Regions from separate parts of the Pan troglodytes genome. Here all the other regions are linked to region 1. The links are chromatin contacts, called in public HiChIP or PLAC-seq maps. All regions are on one chromosome and are shown on one strand. The core of a region is the stretch at or near the end of the contact, and the rest is flanking DNA. Distances in the headings are between cores, read along the strand shown. Region 1 holds the start of CLPX (caseinolytic mitochondrial matrix peptidase chaperone subunit X). Region 2 holds the start of IGDCC3 (immunoglobulin superfamily DCC subclass member 3). Region 3 holds the start of SLC51B (SLC51 subunit beta).

Region 1 (4,913 bases), core at 1,339-3,838:
TGTCACCCAGGCTGGAGTACAGTGGTGTGGTCTCAGCTCACTGCAACCTCTGCCTTCCAGGTTCAAGCAATTCTCCTGCTTCAGCCTCCGGAGTAGTTGGGATTGCAGGCACGCACCACCACGCTCTAATAATTTTTGTATTTTTAGTAGAGATGGGGTTTCACCATGTTGGCCAGACCTCAGATTACTCCCCACCTCAGCCTCTGAAAGTGCTGGGATTACAGGCGTGAGCCACCACACCCGGCCATGTGCTGTATTTCATGAAGACACCATCCCATGATTCTGCTAAGCAAACGTATTGCTGGAAGATAAGTACTTAATCAAGTATTTACTGAATTTCTGCTATGGATTCTGCCCGTGTGGTGTGTGTGTGTGTGTGTGTGTCTGTGTGTGTGTGTGTGTATATATATATATACACATATATATATATATATATTTTTTTTTTTTTTTTTTGAGACAGAGTCTCCCTCTGTCGCCCAGGCTGGAGTACAGTGGCGCAGTCTCGGATCATTGCAACCTCTGCCTCCCAGGTTCAAGTGATTCTCCTGCCTCGGCCTCCCGAGTAGCTGGGATTACCGGCATCCGCCGCCATGCCCAGCTAATTTTTGTATTTTTAGTAGAGGCAGGGTTTCATCATGTTGTCCAGGCTGGTCTCAAACTCCTGACCTCAAGTGATCTACCCCTCGGCCTCCCAAAGTGCTGCGATTACAGGCGTGAGCCACTGCGCCCGGCCCCAAGTATATAATTAAGTGCCTGTGTCAAAGAGCTCATAGTCCAATTGGGAATACAAGGCTAAACACACATCAACCTGTAAATAAAATTAAATACTCAGTGATTCTGGAAATAATATAAGGATATGCTACACAACAATATAAGGATATTCTCATGTCATCATACTACCAGTATATTTTACTTACTTACTGTCTTATCTTTCTCCACTAGAATGGAAGCTCCACGAGAGGAGGAAAATTTAAAAAAATTCAGCGCTATTTCCCCAGTGTCTGGCATGTAACTAGTGGTTAATAAATATTTGTTGACTGAATGAATGTGAAGTCAATTCCCTAGAATAGACAGGGAAAAGGAAGTCTTACTGGAGTGGTTCCCCTAGCCTGAGCCTTGATTTAGCAACACTCTTACTCAGCTTGCTTACAGCAATCTATAGGTTTTGGCGAACAATCTCTTCTTTATTTTTATAATGAGAAGAAAATGTGACACAATTGAAAAATAAGGTGGGAGTGGGATGAAAAGAATTTAAATTGGGTGTTAGAGGACCTCAGTTCATTTATAAAAGGAAAGGTTTGTCCTTGACTCAATGAATTTCATACATTGTCTTAATGCAGAACTATTTTCAAACAAAACCCCAGTAATGAAATAGTTGAAGGCAGAGCTGCTCTGGTTGATTTTGGGGTGGCATGGCGGGTTGGCAGGGAAGGTCCATCTACTGGGTTCCTTCACCTCTACTACAAAGCTATAGCTTTTGAGAAATTCTGTGAACATAGTTTGAAACACTGGATTGAGGGAACATTGGAGACTCTCCTCTCTCAAAATTCTATTAATGGACTCAGGGGAGGAAGGCCAAGGTCTTGGTGAGGGAAGACGTGGGCTCTCTTCTGGTCTCTGCCACTTTATGCTGAGGGAGTACCAGGAGTCACCTCTCCAAAGAGAGAGAAAAATTGTGCCCCGGGCCAAGGCCAATGGCCCTTCTCACAGCTAGACACAGGGAGCTAGAAGCCACATTTCTCTGGACTGGATGGAGATTGAGGAGGGCTCACTGACTTGTGTGACCTGGTCTTGCCTCTCCCTTTGCTGCCTCCCCATCCGCACCCCCAAAGCTCAGAAATAAAGGTACCTAAGCTCACTTGGCAATTTCTCTGGGGTTCAGAGTTAATCAGAATCTCATACACAACGTACTCAGTCTGGCACTAACCCAGATGAGACAAGGGCGTGACTCACTTGTCACCATTCTCCATCTTGTGCAGCTGGTCCATCTGTTTAGCTGTGCAGAAGCAAGCCCTGCAAGAGGGCTCAAACAAAGCCTAACAGAAAAGGGTTTAATGAAGGGAGTATTTACTAGGGTGTGATCAGGTTTAAGAAAACCAGCCGGGCGTGGTGGCTCACGCCTGTAATCCCAGCACTTTGGGAGGGCGAGGCGAGAGGATCACTTGAGCCCAGGAGTTTGAGACCAGCCTGGGCAACACAGGGAGACCTCATCTTTACTAAATTAAAAAAAAGAAAGAAAGGAAGAAAAGAAAACCCTCAAGACTTTAAAGCACCCACGGACTAGCAACAGCTAGAAGCTTTATCACCACGAGGCCTGAAAGAACAAGGAGACGGAGCTGTTACCAACTAACAGTTGCTGCTCAGGGAACTAACTGACAATACCAACTCCATGTTACAAGTGATGAAACTAAGGAGAATGAGAAGATAAGGAACACAGGATGTGGAATCTCGGGGGAAGAAATTTAGTGAATCTGAAGCATCTAGTGCCTACCAAGGCACTTTAGAGACTTCCCCCCTGGAGGGTTAAGCCACCAGCCTCACCTTGACCTTCCCTGCCGCCCACTAAAAGTGACCAGAAGAAGAGCTCGACTATGACGACTCGGGACTACAAGTCCCGGCATGCATCTCTCCGCGTCTATCGCAAAACCTTTCAACTTTAGGATAAAAGGGCTTTTGGCAACCTTGAGCGTCGGGACCTGTAGTCGCCCCAGTTGGGGCTAGACGCTTGCCGTAGGGAACTCATTGGCGCCCAGGGCACCACCCCCTCGCCTTCGCCTCACGTAGCTTCACCAGCTCGTAAACACGGCGCGTGCCTACGCCCTCCGCCCCCTCCCCGGGCCTAGGGCGCAGGCGCGCGCAAGCTCCCCGGGCCCCGTAGGCTGGGGGTGGGGGGAGAAGGGGAAGGGAGGGGGGGTTGGGTGTCTACTGTGGTGAATAGACGGCTGTGGGGCAGAGAAGCGTGAAGGCCTGGCTGCCGGGCAGGTGAACTCTCCACGGGGTCTAGGGCCCGCGAAAGGGTTCGGAACCGAGTCAGCGCGCCTTGCGGGCAGGATTCACGCCGCTGTGACCCGGAGGTCCTCAAGGGGCGAAGCCCCGGCCTAGGCCTCGCGGAGATGCCCAGCTGCGGTGCTTGTACTTGCGGCGCGGCGGCCGCCCGGCTCATCACCTCCTCACTCGCCTCCGCGCAGAGAGGTAACGAAATAGTGCCACTCCTGAGCCCTCAGCCTGTCGCGGGGGGGTGGACTGGCCAATGGTTGGGGGCCCCGGGGAGGGCACGAGGCCTGCTGCACCCGGGGAGTGTGAGGGAATGCGCGGCGCTTCGCCCGGCACCCACCACTTTCCCCGTGGAATGGGGCTCTGCCAACCTCTGGAGCAGCCGTTGCTCAAATTGGAAGTAAACTCCTTCCCGCGCGCCTGCCTGCACGCTTTCAGGCCTGCTGACTTTGGGGCCGGAATGCGGCCACTTTGTAGAAACCCTGAAAGGCACAAAATGCTCCTGTTATTAAAAAATGTCTCCAGATCCCACTCAGCCCTGCCGGGGACCGCCGCCTGCCATGGCTGCGGCTCTTCTTCCGCAGCCTGGCCGGGATCCCCCTCGGGCCCGTTGGGGGCTCCAGGAGGGGCTCGGCTGAGGATCTGTCCCTACTAGGGTCCCCCAGGACTCGGGGCACCCAGATGGCCGTCCCGGACGCAAGCCGCGCGATACCCGAGATGTTACTGTCACTGTGCGGCCCTGACACTGGGACATAAACAAGGTTCACAATACTTCCCGGCGTCAGGCAAGCCCCGGGGCCCGCAGGACAGCGGCGGGAGAGATGGGGAGAAGTCCCGCAGGAGTTGGTTCGGAAGTACTTGGGTGTTTCAGCAGTCCTTTGCTGGCTTTCCCAACTTGACCGGGAGGTAGTTTCCTAAGAGTGGGGCATGTTGTTTACCTTTTCTTTCTGTTTATCTGAAGCTGTGAAAGAATGGCGCCCCAGCCAAGAGAGTCTGGAAAATAAACTTTTTTTCTCTTCCTCAAATCTGTGGATGTCAGACCACGAGGCTAGATCCTGTTATAATGACTGACTTCTAGACAAATTCGTTTTATTTTGGCTTATCGGTTTATGACCCTTGGATGGATTTTTTAAAAGGCCCCTTTTATCTAACTTCTAAGCCAATTATAAAATCCTTATTGTTTACTAAATATATCTTCCAGTTTCTTTACTACAGAAGGAAGGATTGAATGAGGTAATGTGGGCAGAAGCATTTTGTAAAATGATATATAAATGTAAGGGAGTAAATTTAATCCTAAATCGATGTTAAGCCTCAACCAGTAGATGTCCCGATTCCAGGAATTCGATTTGCAAACACTTTAAAGTGACATATTTTAATCCATTTATCTGATATATATTAATATTTGTCAAGGGTCCACTGTGTGTCAGGCCTTCTTTTAGTGCTGGAGGTAGAATGGTGAATAAGTCCTCACCCTTATGTTTAAATCTAGTGGAGTAGACAAAGAATAATAGTTTCCAGTGGGTGGATGAAGTATGTGTGTGTTCCCTTTGGTCAGGGACGGCTTCTTTGAAAGTGTTACTGATCTCTTGTAGCCAAGAGTCCGTGAACATTTTTGAATCATAGGAGATAGGCAGTTATTTTTTTTTCTTTTCAAAACGACTGTTTTCTTTCTTTTTCTTTTCTTTTCTCCTTCCTTCCTTCCTTTCCTTCCTTCCTGTCTTTCTTTCCTTTCTGTCTTTCTTTCCATCTACTGTCTGTCTTTCTGTCTTATTTTCTTTCTTTCTTTCTTTTTTTTTTGAGACAGAGTCTCGCTCTGTCGCTCAGGCTGGAGTGCAGTGGCCAGATCTCAGTTTACTGCAAACTCCGCCTCCTGGGTTCACGCCATTCTCCTGCCTCAGCCTCCCGAGTAGCTGGGACTG
Region 2 (4,913 bases), core at 1,312-3,811, 190 kb before region 1:
TTCCATCTGGGCACACATTTCTCTGAACTTTTTTGAGTGCAGGAAAGAGGGAACAACTCCAGAGATTTGGGCTCCACAACTATTCTCCTGTATAACTCTGGTCACCAAAATTACTCATGGCCACACAATCACACACACGTGCACTGTGTGTACAAGCTCAGAGACCCGCACATGCATACTTTGCCTTCACAAACACCCTTGTGTCTGTCCGTTAATGCAAATGTGCACACAGTCTCACACACAAAACTCCACACTCATACCCCACACACATCTTGGCATCACAGTTGGCAGCTGCTGTCTGCTAAGATCTTTACAGAGCCCGGAACATGCTTTCTATTGGAGGGAATCAAGAGCTAGAGGCTGCTTTGCTCAGGACCACCCCCAAAGTGGTGGGCCAGACCCAGAGTTAATTGACAGATCAGACAGAGAGATACTGCACATTTTGCACTCGGCAGAATAGCCATTATTTGCATATCACTCTCAGACCAAGGGTTGTGATAAAGAAGAATTAAACACTTGTCAAAATGAATTTAAAATGACAGCAATTCAAGAGACCAATTTGACCTCTTCAGAGTCCAGGACAAGCCAAGAAGGGGTTGTTGAGAATTCAAGCCCTGCAGGAGGGAGTTCCAGGATTTTAGGCCCAGGGAGGGCCCTTCCCCTCCCTTTCCTAAGGCCAGTAGACCACCACTCCCACCCTTTCTCACAATTAAATCCAACAGGGCTTTGGCACATTGGGGTCCTCGACCTAGAATTTTTCCATTGCTTCCCGCTGCTCACATGCCTCATGTCCTGCTTCTCAGGCTCATCTTCCAGTAGCTACCCTAGAGTGAACAGTCCTGAGCTATGCCAACCTCATCATTAGTAAATCTGTCCATCTACAGGCACTCTGATTTCTGGAGGCCTGTACTTCCTTACTTATCTGTATCAAAGTTAGTTTTTTGTTTGTTTGTTTCGAGACGGAGTCTTGCTCTGTCGCCCAGGCTGGAGTGCAATGGTGCAATCTCAGCTCACTGCAACCTTTGCCTCCCGGGTTCAAGCTATTTTCCTGCCTCAGCCTCCCGAGTAGCTGGGATTACAGGCGCCTGCCACCACGCCCGGCTAATTTTTTTGTATTTTTAGTAGAGACGGTGTTTCATCACATTGGTCAGGCTGGTCTCGAACTCCTGACATCAGGTAATCCACCCGCCTCAGCTTCCCAAAGTGCTGGGATTACAGGCGTGAGCCACCGTGCCTGGCCCAAAGTTAGTTTCGTACATGGTCCCAAAGTTCCAGAGTTGGTATCAAAAGAAAGACTTAGTTTTTCCTCTGCCATCCCAGTCCAGTGCCAAAGGAGCAAATAGCTACATTAGGCCAACTTTTATTATTTATTTATTTATTGAGACACGGTCTGTGTTGCCCAGGCTGGAATACAGTGGGACTACAGGCATGCACCGCCATGCTTGGCTAATGTTTGTATTTTTTGTAGAGACAGGTTTTCACCATGTTGCCCAGGCTGGTTTTGAACTCCTGGGCTCAAGTGATCTGCCCACCTCGGCCTCCCAAAGTGCTGGGATTACAGGTGTGAGCCACTAAGCCTAGCCTGCCAGCTTTAATTCTCTAGCTCCTAGAACTTAGTAGCTGCTCAATAATTTTGATGGACTAGTCCATCATGCTGGACTCAACAGAAGACCATTTAATAGAGAGTGGCTGAGATTCAAGATCTCTGAGGGCTAGTATGGGTATGTCTCTGCTAAAAGACATGCTTATCTTCTGTAACATTCTCACGTGGGACCTCTGTTGTCTCCTTATATGTTCTCTGACATGAACGATTGAGGGCCTTCTTTGTGGCACAGAAACGTTACTGGGAATTTTAACTTTCTATGTGCTTTTCCAGTTACCAGGTCATTTGTCAGGACCTCTGCGGTTTAAAGGTCTCTAGGGATGAACAGGAGAGACAAGATTATTTTCATCTTTCAGATGAGCTCAGTGAGAGTGACTGGGCTAGGCAGCAGGCAGAACCCAGGTCGGAAGCCAGGCCCCTTTAGAGCTCTCATTGTCCTGCTGCTAGGTCTGCTCTCTCCAGGCAATCCTCCCCAGCGGAGCGCCAGGACTCCTCGGTCCAGAGAAGCCAATCTTGCAGCTACAGGATCTATCCTTTGAGTGGAAGGACCAGAAATCCATGGAAAACTGAATCTTTGACAACTTTACGCAGCTTTTTAGAGAATTATCTCTAAAATATGGACTTGGAGGAGGGCGCAGCAGAATGGGTCAGAGCAAATCCCGCAGCTGTGAGTGTCTTTCCGCAGCCCGGACCCACTCCCCAGTCCGCTGGTGTCCACTTCCTCAGCCCCCCAGGTCCCGGGCTGGCCCGCGGGGAGGGGATACCCGGCTGCAGCCCGGGACGGCGCCGGCCGCTCCAGCCACAGTTCAAAGCGCAGGGGGCGCGTCCGCCGCGCAGCCGGGAATGTCCGGCCGCTTAAAGCGCTCGCCGGCTCTTTTGTTCCCCAGACCGGGCCTCCGGGGAGAGGGGGCTGGGGGAGGGGACCGGGAGCAGAGAGGAGGGGGGCGGCGGGCTGGGGAGGAGGGCGGGGCGGCCGCGAGCGGTGCGAGTGTGGAGCGCGCACCCCGGGCGAGGCTGACAGATCGCCCGGGTGGGTGCAAGATGGCGCAAGCGGCGCTCCCCCTGCGCCCCCCGCGCTGCTGAGCAGGCATGCGGCCCCAGTCCCCCACCGCCTGGGCTCGGCCCCGGCCGGAGCCCCAGCCCCGGCCCCGGCGCCGGCCCCGCGGGACGCTGTGAGCCGCGAGAGGCCCGGGAGCCGCGCGTCGCCGAGCCGAGCTGACCGAGAGCCCCATGGCTGTGCAGCGCGCCGCGTCTCCGCGCCGCCCGCCCGCCCCGCTCTGGCCCCGGCTCCTGCTGCCGCTGCTGTTGCTGCTGCTGCCCGCGCCGAGCGAGGGTGAGTGAAAGCGCCCCGGACCGGGCGGTTGCGGACGGAGCCAGGGGAAGGGCGAGCAGGGAGGGAGCGGGCGCGAGGGGCGGACCCGGGGAGAGCGGCGCGGACCTGAGGGCGGACCCGGGGAGAGCGGCGCGGACCTGAGGGCGGACCCCGCGCGGGAGGGACCCTGCGGATCCGGACGGGGAGAGGGTACCAAGGCCGGACTGCTGGGGGCCCTAGGGGCGTGTTGAGGACGGAACCCCCCGGAGGAAGACTGGGGCAGGACCCGGAGCCCAGACTGAGGAGCAAGGAGTGCAGCGAAGCGGGAGCAAGCGGGGCGGGCTGGCGTGGAGACCGAGGGAAACGAGCCAGGGGAGACCGCACGGCTAAGCGCTGACCGAGGCGGACGAGCTGGGGTGCTCGGTGCCCGGCCGTGGACATAGCCCGAGGCAGCCAAGACAGGGGACAGCAGCCTGGGGAGCGGAGACCGGGACTCTGACGGCTGCACTGGGCGGAGATGGCACGACCTGCATTTGGAGCTGGTACTGGGCTGAGGAGTGCGCGGGAGAGACAGGAGAAGACGAGGGAGATTCCTGGAGGGCGGCGCGTGGCTAGGGAGCGACCCGGGACAGAGCCCGTGAGCCAAGAAGGAGAGGAGAAGCCACCGAGAGCGAGAGCGAGCGAGCCGCGGGGATGCTCACGTGCCCCTGCCCTTCCCCGAAGTGTGCACACGCGGAGACCTTGCCCTGGCTCTCGCGGTCCGCCGGTTCTGCTGCCTGGAGCTCGGCTCTGCTGCCTGGAGCTCGGTCACCACCACTCTGTTCCCTTTAGTGGCTGCAATGGTCCCATCTCCCGGGAGGAGAGTGCAAATCTAGTCCCTTAACCCTCCCACCTCAAGTTCCCCACAGACACTCATCTGGGCTATTCTCTCTCCACTCCTCTCCCAAGAAGTAGAAGCTCGCGTCCGCATCAATGAAAAACTTTATTCCCGATAGCTATACCGGGGTTGGATTCGGGGCTAAGACGGGTGAACTCACGACATGGGGAGGATGCGCAGGGGTTTGAATAAGTTCGATCCTAAAAAGTCTTAAAACATTACATCTTCCTGGGCCGGGGACGGGGGGAGGGGGGCGCGGGGGGCGCTGGGCGGGGAATGCCTATAACCCCAACGCCCCTCCTTTCTCCCCACCCACTTCCCCATCTCCCTCAGCCAGGGAGGGCCCTAGTCTGCTGGGGAGGGGCCAGCTCCAGGATCGCTAGTTATCTGGAAATGTGAGGAGGGGTCTGTGACTGCCATTTCAGACCAGGTGGGTTCATTCCTCCTCGAGTGGAGTTGTAACTGGTCTGGTAAGTTGTTTGCTGGAGAAGTTGGTGACTTGGCATCATGCCTGGGATTGGAGTGCTTGTCCCTCCAGCCGGGCTTCTGATTCTCTGATCGGCCTTAACCCCATCTATTCTTTGGCCTCCTTCTTTTCCTGCTCATTTCTCTTCTGCAGGAGCAGAGAGGTTGGCTGGAAGTAAAGGTTCTAGGAGCACCCTCTTCCTTGGTTTTGGGAAACCATAGTTGGCGTTTGCTACTCTTCATCTCTCCCTATGACAAAGGCAAAAGGACCAACACCCAGAGTGCCAGAGGAGAGGGGCAATGGGGCCACAACCTAGTCTGTACCCCGGGTACTGGGACCACACACCCTGCTCCCTGCCAGGCATTGGACCAGGCATCTGATGGGTTTTGGCCAGCAAAAAGAAGCATGATTTATTACTATCTCCCTCTGTATTTCTTTAGAACTTTAAATTTTTCATAGTGCCTTTGAGTCTGTTAATCATGTCGTACAACCCTATGACCCAAGCTCCATTGTTCTTCTTTGATCTAAACAGATGAGAAATGGGAAGCCAGGACATGTTGAATACTTTACCTAAGGTCACACCCTGAAGGTCTGTGAGGCTTCAGTGCTTATCCAGGGTGACCATCGAAGTAGCAGCAGCTGTATTGGAGTCAGT
Region 3 (4,913 bases), core at 1,447-3,946, 140 kb after region 1:
TTTAGTAGAGATGGGATTTCACCATGTTTGCCAGGTTGGTGATCCGCCCACCTCAGCCTCCCAAAGTGCTGGGATTACAGGTGTGAGCCACTGCACCCAGCCTTTGTATGCATTTTTAAATGTGGGTATTATTGTACTTATACCTTTTGAGACAACAATTCCAATTTTTGATATTTAATTAATGGAACTAATCAGATCAGTGTACAAAGACGCAGGTAAGCTATTGTCCACAGTGGAGTGGTGTTTTTTTGTTTTTTGTTTTTTGAGACAGAGTCTGGCTCTGTCGCCCAGGCTGGAGTGCAATGGCACCATCTTGGCTCACTGCAACCTCCATCTCCCGGGCACAGGCGATCCTCTCACCGCAGCCTCCTGAGCAGCTGGTACAACAGGCATGTGCCACCACGCCCGGCTAATTTTTGTATTTTTTGTAGCGATGGGGTTTCATCATCTTGCCCAGGCCAGCCTTGAACTTCTGAGTTCAAGCAACCTGCCCACCTTGTCCTCCCAAAATGCTGGGATTACAGGCATGAGCCACCACACCTGGCCAAAATATGTTTAAAATATGTTTAATATTGTTACAATAAACACATACCAACCAACAAAAAACCAAAATGACAAATTGGATACAAATCCAGAACCGAGAGTCAGCCCTCCTCAGCTATGTTAGATGCCACAGAAACAAGCGACATATTTCTTTCTTTTTTTTGAGACAGAGTTTCACTCTTTTTGCCCAGGCTGGAGTGCAATGGCATGATCTCAGCTCACTGCAACCTCCACCTCCCAGGTTCAAGTGATTCTCCTGCCTCAGCCTCCCAAGTAGCTGTGATTATAGGCATCCACCACCATGCCCAGCTAATTTTGTATTTATTTATTTAGAGACAGAGTTTCACTCTTGTTGCCCAGGCTGGAGTGTAGTGGCACCATCTCAGCTCACTGCAACCTCCGCCTCCCGAGTTCAAGTGGTTCTCCTGCCTCAGCTTCCTGAGTAGCTGGGATTATAGGTGCCCGCCACCACACCCAGCTAATTTTTGTATTATTAGTAGAGACAGGGTTTCACCACATTGGCCAGGCTGGTCTCGAACTCCTGACCTGAGGTGATCCATCTGCCTCGGCCTCCCAAAGTGCTGGGATTACAGGCATGAGCCACCGCACCCGGCCAATTTTGTATTTTTAGTAGAGATGGGGTTTCACCACGTTAGCCGGGGTGGTCTCGAACTCCTGACCTCAGGTGATCGGCCTGCCTCGGCCTCCAAAAGTGCTGGAATTACAGGCGTGAGCCACTGCGCCCGGCCAAAGACATATTTCTATCAAAGCACGTATCCAGTTTGCTTCTAAAGTGAGCATCATATTGTCATTTGCATGATTAAATTAAACTTTATGCCTTATTTGCATTTTATTAGTTTTGCCTTTAATGTTCTTTTCTTGTTCCAGGATCCCATTTAGGATGTCATACTGCATTTAGTTGTCTTGTCTCCTTAAGCCCCTCTGGGAGATCTCTGCATTTTAAACAGGGCTTAACCATCTGCCATTGGACTGTGACTTCTGCCAAAGACCTGGGCCACCCATCCCCAAGGCAAGATGAGGACACTCACCCCGGATCCTGAGTTCCTGACGACTGCCTTGATCTGCTGTTGGGAGCAGCACCGATTTCTGTATCTTCCTTTTCCTCCTCTTTATGGGAGAACAGGATAGTCTTTGCACTTGAGCTCTCCCAGGCAGTAACAGCTGTCACTTAGGGGACAGTGCCTGGAGAGCCTGCGGCAGCTGGACCCATCTGGTAGCTCTGGCCTTAGCACACGCCCAGGCCTGGAGCCTTCTGTATCACTCCGGGGTGACTGACCTCTTGAATGAGTGCACTCAGAGTGCAAACAGGCTCCACCTGACTTTCACAATCCGAAAGCACCAGTAGCCCAGTGCTTTCTTTGTTATGTGTTGGCCTCAAGTAAAGAGAAAACATCCGGATCCTCTGGACAGGCAGGAGAATGGACTGCAGAGGACCTGCGGTCTGTGGGTTCCATCACTGCAGGGGGATATGTAGTGTGCCCACTCCAGGTCTCTATTGCCCAATATCATCAATATTTAACCACGGAGCAGGGAGCCAGGCTGGCCTTTTACAGCCTGTGCTTTCTCATAGTGAAGGTCATGGCATGATGTGAATTCCTCACAAGGAGCTGTAAAATATGACCTTTGGAGGTGGGGGTTGGGAAAGGCTGTGTGAGCACCAGTGACCCAGACAGTAGGAAGCAGGCCAAGGCAAGCAACTTGATGGGGAAGCAGGAATGAGGTGCTCCTCCCACCTGACCAGCACCATTCGACTCTGATAGTCTATGGACTTTTCCACCAACTGGCTCCGTGCATCTTAGGCAATCATTGTTGGTTTAGTAAGGAGTGGGCTTATGTGAAATAAGCCCAATCTTTTTTTTTTTTTTTTTTTTTTTGAGATGGAGTCTCGCTGTGTCACCCAGGCTGGAGAGCAGTGGCACAATCTTGGCTCACTGCCACCTCCGCCTCCCCGGTTCAAGCAATTCTCCTGCCTCAGCCTCCTGAGTAGCTGGGACTACAAGTATGTGCCATCATGCCCGGCTAATTTTTTGTATTTTTAGTAGAGATGGTGTTTCACCGTGTTAGCCAGGATAGTCTTGATCTCCTGACCTCGTGATCTGCCCGCCTCAGACTCCCAAAGTGCTGGGATTACAGGCATGAGCCACCACACCCAGCCGCCCACTCTTATTTCTTACTTCACAAATGAAACAGAGGCTGAGTGAGGTCACATGTCAAGCCCAAACTCCTCTATGAGTTAAACATCAGTCAATAGTGTGTACTGTGTGTGCATGGAGCAGAGGAAAGAAGACCCAACAGGGAACCTAGGGGCTGCCTGGAACTCCAGCTTCTCCTCATTTTGTAATGCATTCATTTATTCATTGAATAAATGTTACTTGAGCATCTACTGTGTAGATACATGGTAAATAAGACAGGTGAGGGCCCTGCTCCCTTGGAGCTCAAACTCCAGGGGAGATAGCCAACAAAAAAGTAAGCAAAAGCATAATTAAAAGATAATTAGAGCAGTGATCATTTCTGTGAATATCTTAAACAACATAAGATAGAAAGGGATGAGGTGGGGGAGCCATGATTACTATATTACTACACTAAAAACTGAATGATGAGGGGTTAACCATGCAAAGACCTGAAAAAGCAGGTACAAAGGCCGGGCGTGGTGGCTCATGCCTGTAATCCCAGCACTTTGGGAGGCCAAGGCAGGTGTATCACCTGAGGTCAGGAGTTCGAGACCAGCCTGACCAACAAGGTGAAACTCCGTCTCTACTAAAAATAAAAAAATTAGCCAGGTGTGGTGGCAGGTGCCTGTAGTCCCAGCTACTCAGGAGGCTGAGACAGGAGAACTGCTTGAACCCGGGAGGCAGAGGTTGCAGTGAGCTGAGATCGCACCACTGCACTCCAGCCTGGGCAACAGAGCAAGACTTCATCTCAAAAAAAAAAAAAAAAAAAGAAAAAAAAGAAAGCAAGCAGGTACAAAGACACTGAAGAAATAATGAGCTTAATGTGTCTGGGACAAAAAGGTGGCCAATATAGCTGAATCATAGTGATGAGGGGGAAGTGGCATGGAATAAAGTTGGAGGATAGACAGGAGTATCCACTCCTCATGGTGGGCCTTGTAAAACAGGGTAAGGAGTTTGTATTTTACCCTAAAAGTGATGAGAAGCCACTGGAGGGTTTAGGCAGGAAAGTGATGTAATCTAATTGACATTTGTCTGAGATCACTTGGCCTGCTGGGTGGAAAATGGATTGTAGGAGAGCAAGAGAGGAACAGGGAGACCATTGGGAGGTTGTTATATTCATCCAGGCGAAACATATTAGTAGTTTGGACCAGGCTGGTGGCAGTGGAGATGATGAGAAGTGGTCAGATTCAGGGTGCATTTTGGAGAGAAAGGTAGTTGATAGATTTCGAGAGAGAAGCTCAACACTAACTCTCTTAAACACAAAAGGAATTTATTGGCTCATAAACTAGGAAGGGCAGGGTGGAGCTGACCTGAGGCATACGGGAACCAGGGATTTGACAACCCGTAGTGCTTTGTTTCTGTGGCTCTTTCCCTGCTTTTCTCTGGGTGCCAGGCTCATTACCCCAGGTTGGCCACCTCCGGGAAGCTTGACCAGATGATAGGAAACCCAGGCTCATGCTCTCATAGCTGCAGAGGAAGTAGTTACTTTTCTTAGCTCTTGTTTAAAAATTCTTGGAAAGGACTCTAATTGTCCAGCCTGAGTCATGTACCTATGTCTTGGATCAATTGTTATGGCTAGGGAGGGGGGTACCACTGATAGCCAACCCAGAGCTCATGCCTGTTGGGTAGCCAGGAGAGACAGGCTGTGAGCTGGACAGCCCATGCCATGTGGGTGCCTGAAGGAACCATTTGACCAGAATCCCCCTTGTCTGCCTCTGAGGAGTGTTGTGGTGCTCTAATGGGATGGTGTCCCCTTAACAAGGAGCCTGCACAATCCCAGGTTTTCCACTCTTCTGCTTCTGTGTCTTTTCTCTCCCTCCTCTTACCCTAGCTCTTTCTACTACGGCCTATCCAATAACTTGTTCCATAGTTGCCATGTGCCAGGCATTATGCCAGTGATAAACAGTCGAAAGGATTGTCCCTGCCCTCATGGAGACTCCAGTCTAGCAGAACAGACAGACGGGTGTTCATCATGTCATCACAACTGTGTGACAAGTGCCATGAAGGAAACATACACATGGAGATGAGAGCACATCACCAAGCCCTCCTTTCCTCACAGCATCACTATCATTCCTGGCCAATCAATCCCACCTTGAAATCTCCTCTCCTGACTTCTCCAGTCTCTTATCTCCCTATCTAGAGGATGATAGACAGTCAGCAGTGTAGTGGAGTGGAAAG

Evidence for each region. HiChIP or PLAC-seq counts read pairs in DNA pulled down with a chosen protein or histone mark.
Region 2: an H3K4me3 HiChIP or PLAC-seq map of stem cell-derived excitatory neurons shows a contact between it and region 1, with 7 times the contacts expected there. The contact joins the promoter of IGDCC3 here to the promoter of CLPX in region 1. A contact is called at or near these places in 3 of 7 Hi-C or Micro-C datasets (induced pluripotent stem cells and stem cell-derived neural progenitor cells) and 1 of 1 datasets of contacts at active chromatin or transcription factors (stem cell-derived excitatory neurons).
Region 3: an H3K4me3 HiChIP or PLAC-seq map of stem cell-derived excitatory neurons shows a contact between it and region 1, with 3 times the contacts expected there. The contact joins the promoter of SLC51B here to the promoter of CLPX in region 1. A contact is called at or near these places in 1 of 7 Hi-C or Micro-C datasets (stem cell-derived neural progenitor cells) and 1 of 1 datasets of contacts at active chromatin or transcription factors (stem cell-derived excitatory neurons).

What each region holds. Positions count from the first base shown.
Region 1 is chr16:57,174,040-57,178,952 of NHGRI_mPanTro3-v2.0_pri, reverse strand. CLPX (caseinolytic mitochondrial matrix peptidase chaperone subunit X) reads left to right here and starts at 2,588. Exons shown (of 14, transcript XM_001174382.8): 1 at 2,588-3,192. The coding sequence starts at 3,114.
Region 2 is chr16:57,368,621-57,373,533 of NHGRI_mPanTro3-v2.0_pri, reverse strand. It overlaps IGDCC3 (immunoglobulin superfamily DCC subclass member 3), which reads left to right and starts at 2,561. Exons shown (of 14, transcript XM_063794180.1): 1 at 2,561-2,936. The coding sequence starts at 2,834.
Region 3 is chr16:57,029,348-57,034,260 of NHGRI_mPanTro3-v2.0_pri, reverse strand. It overlaps SLC51B (SLC51 subunit beta), which reads right to left and starts at 2,696. Exons shown (of 4, transcript XM_001174342.6): 1 at 1,593-2,696.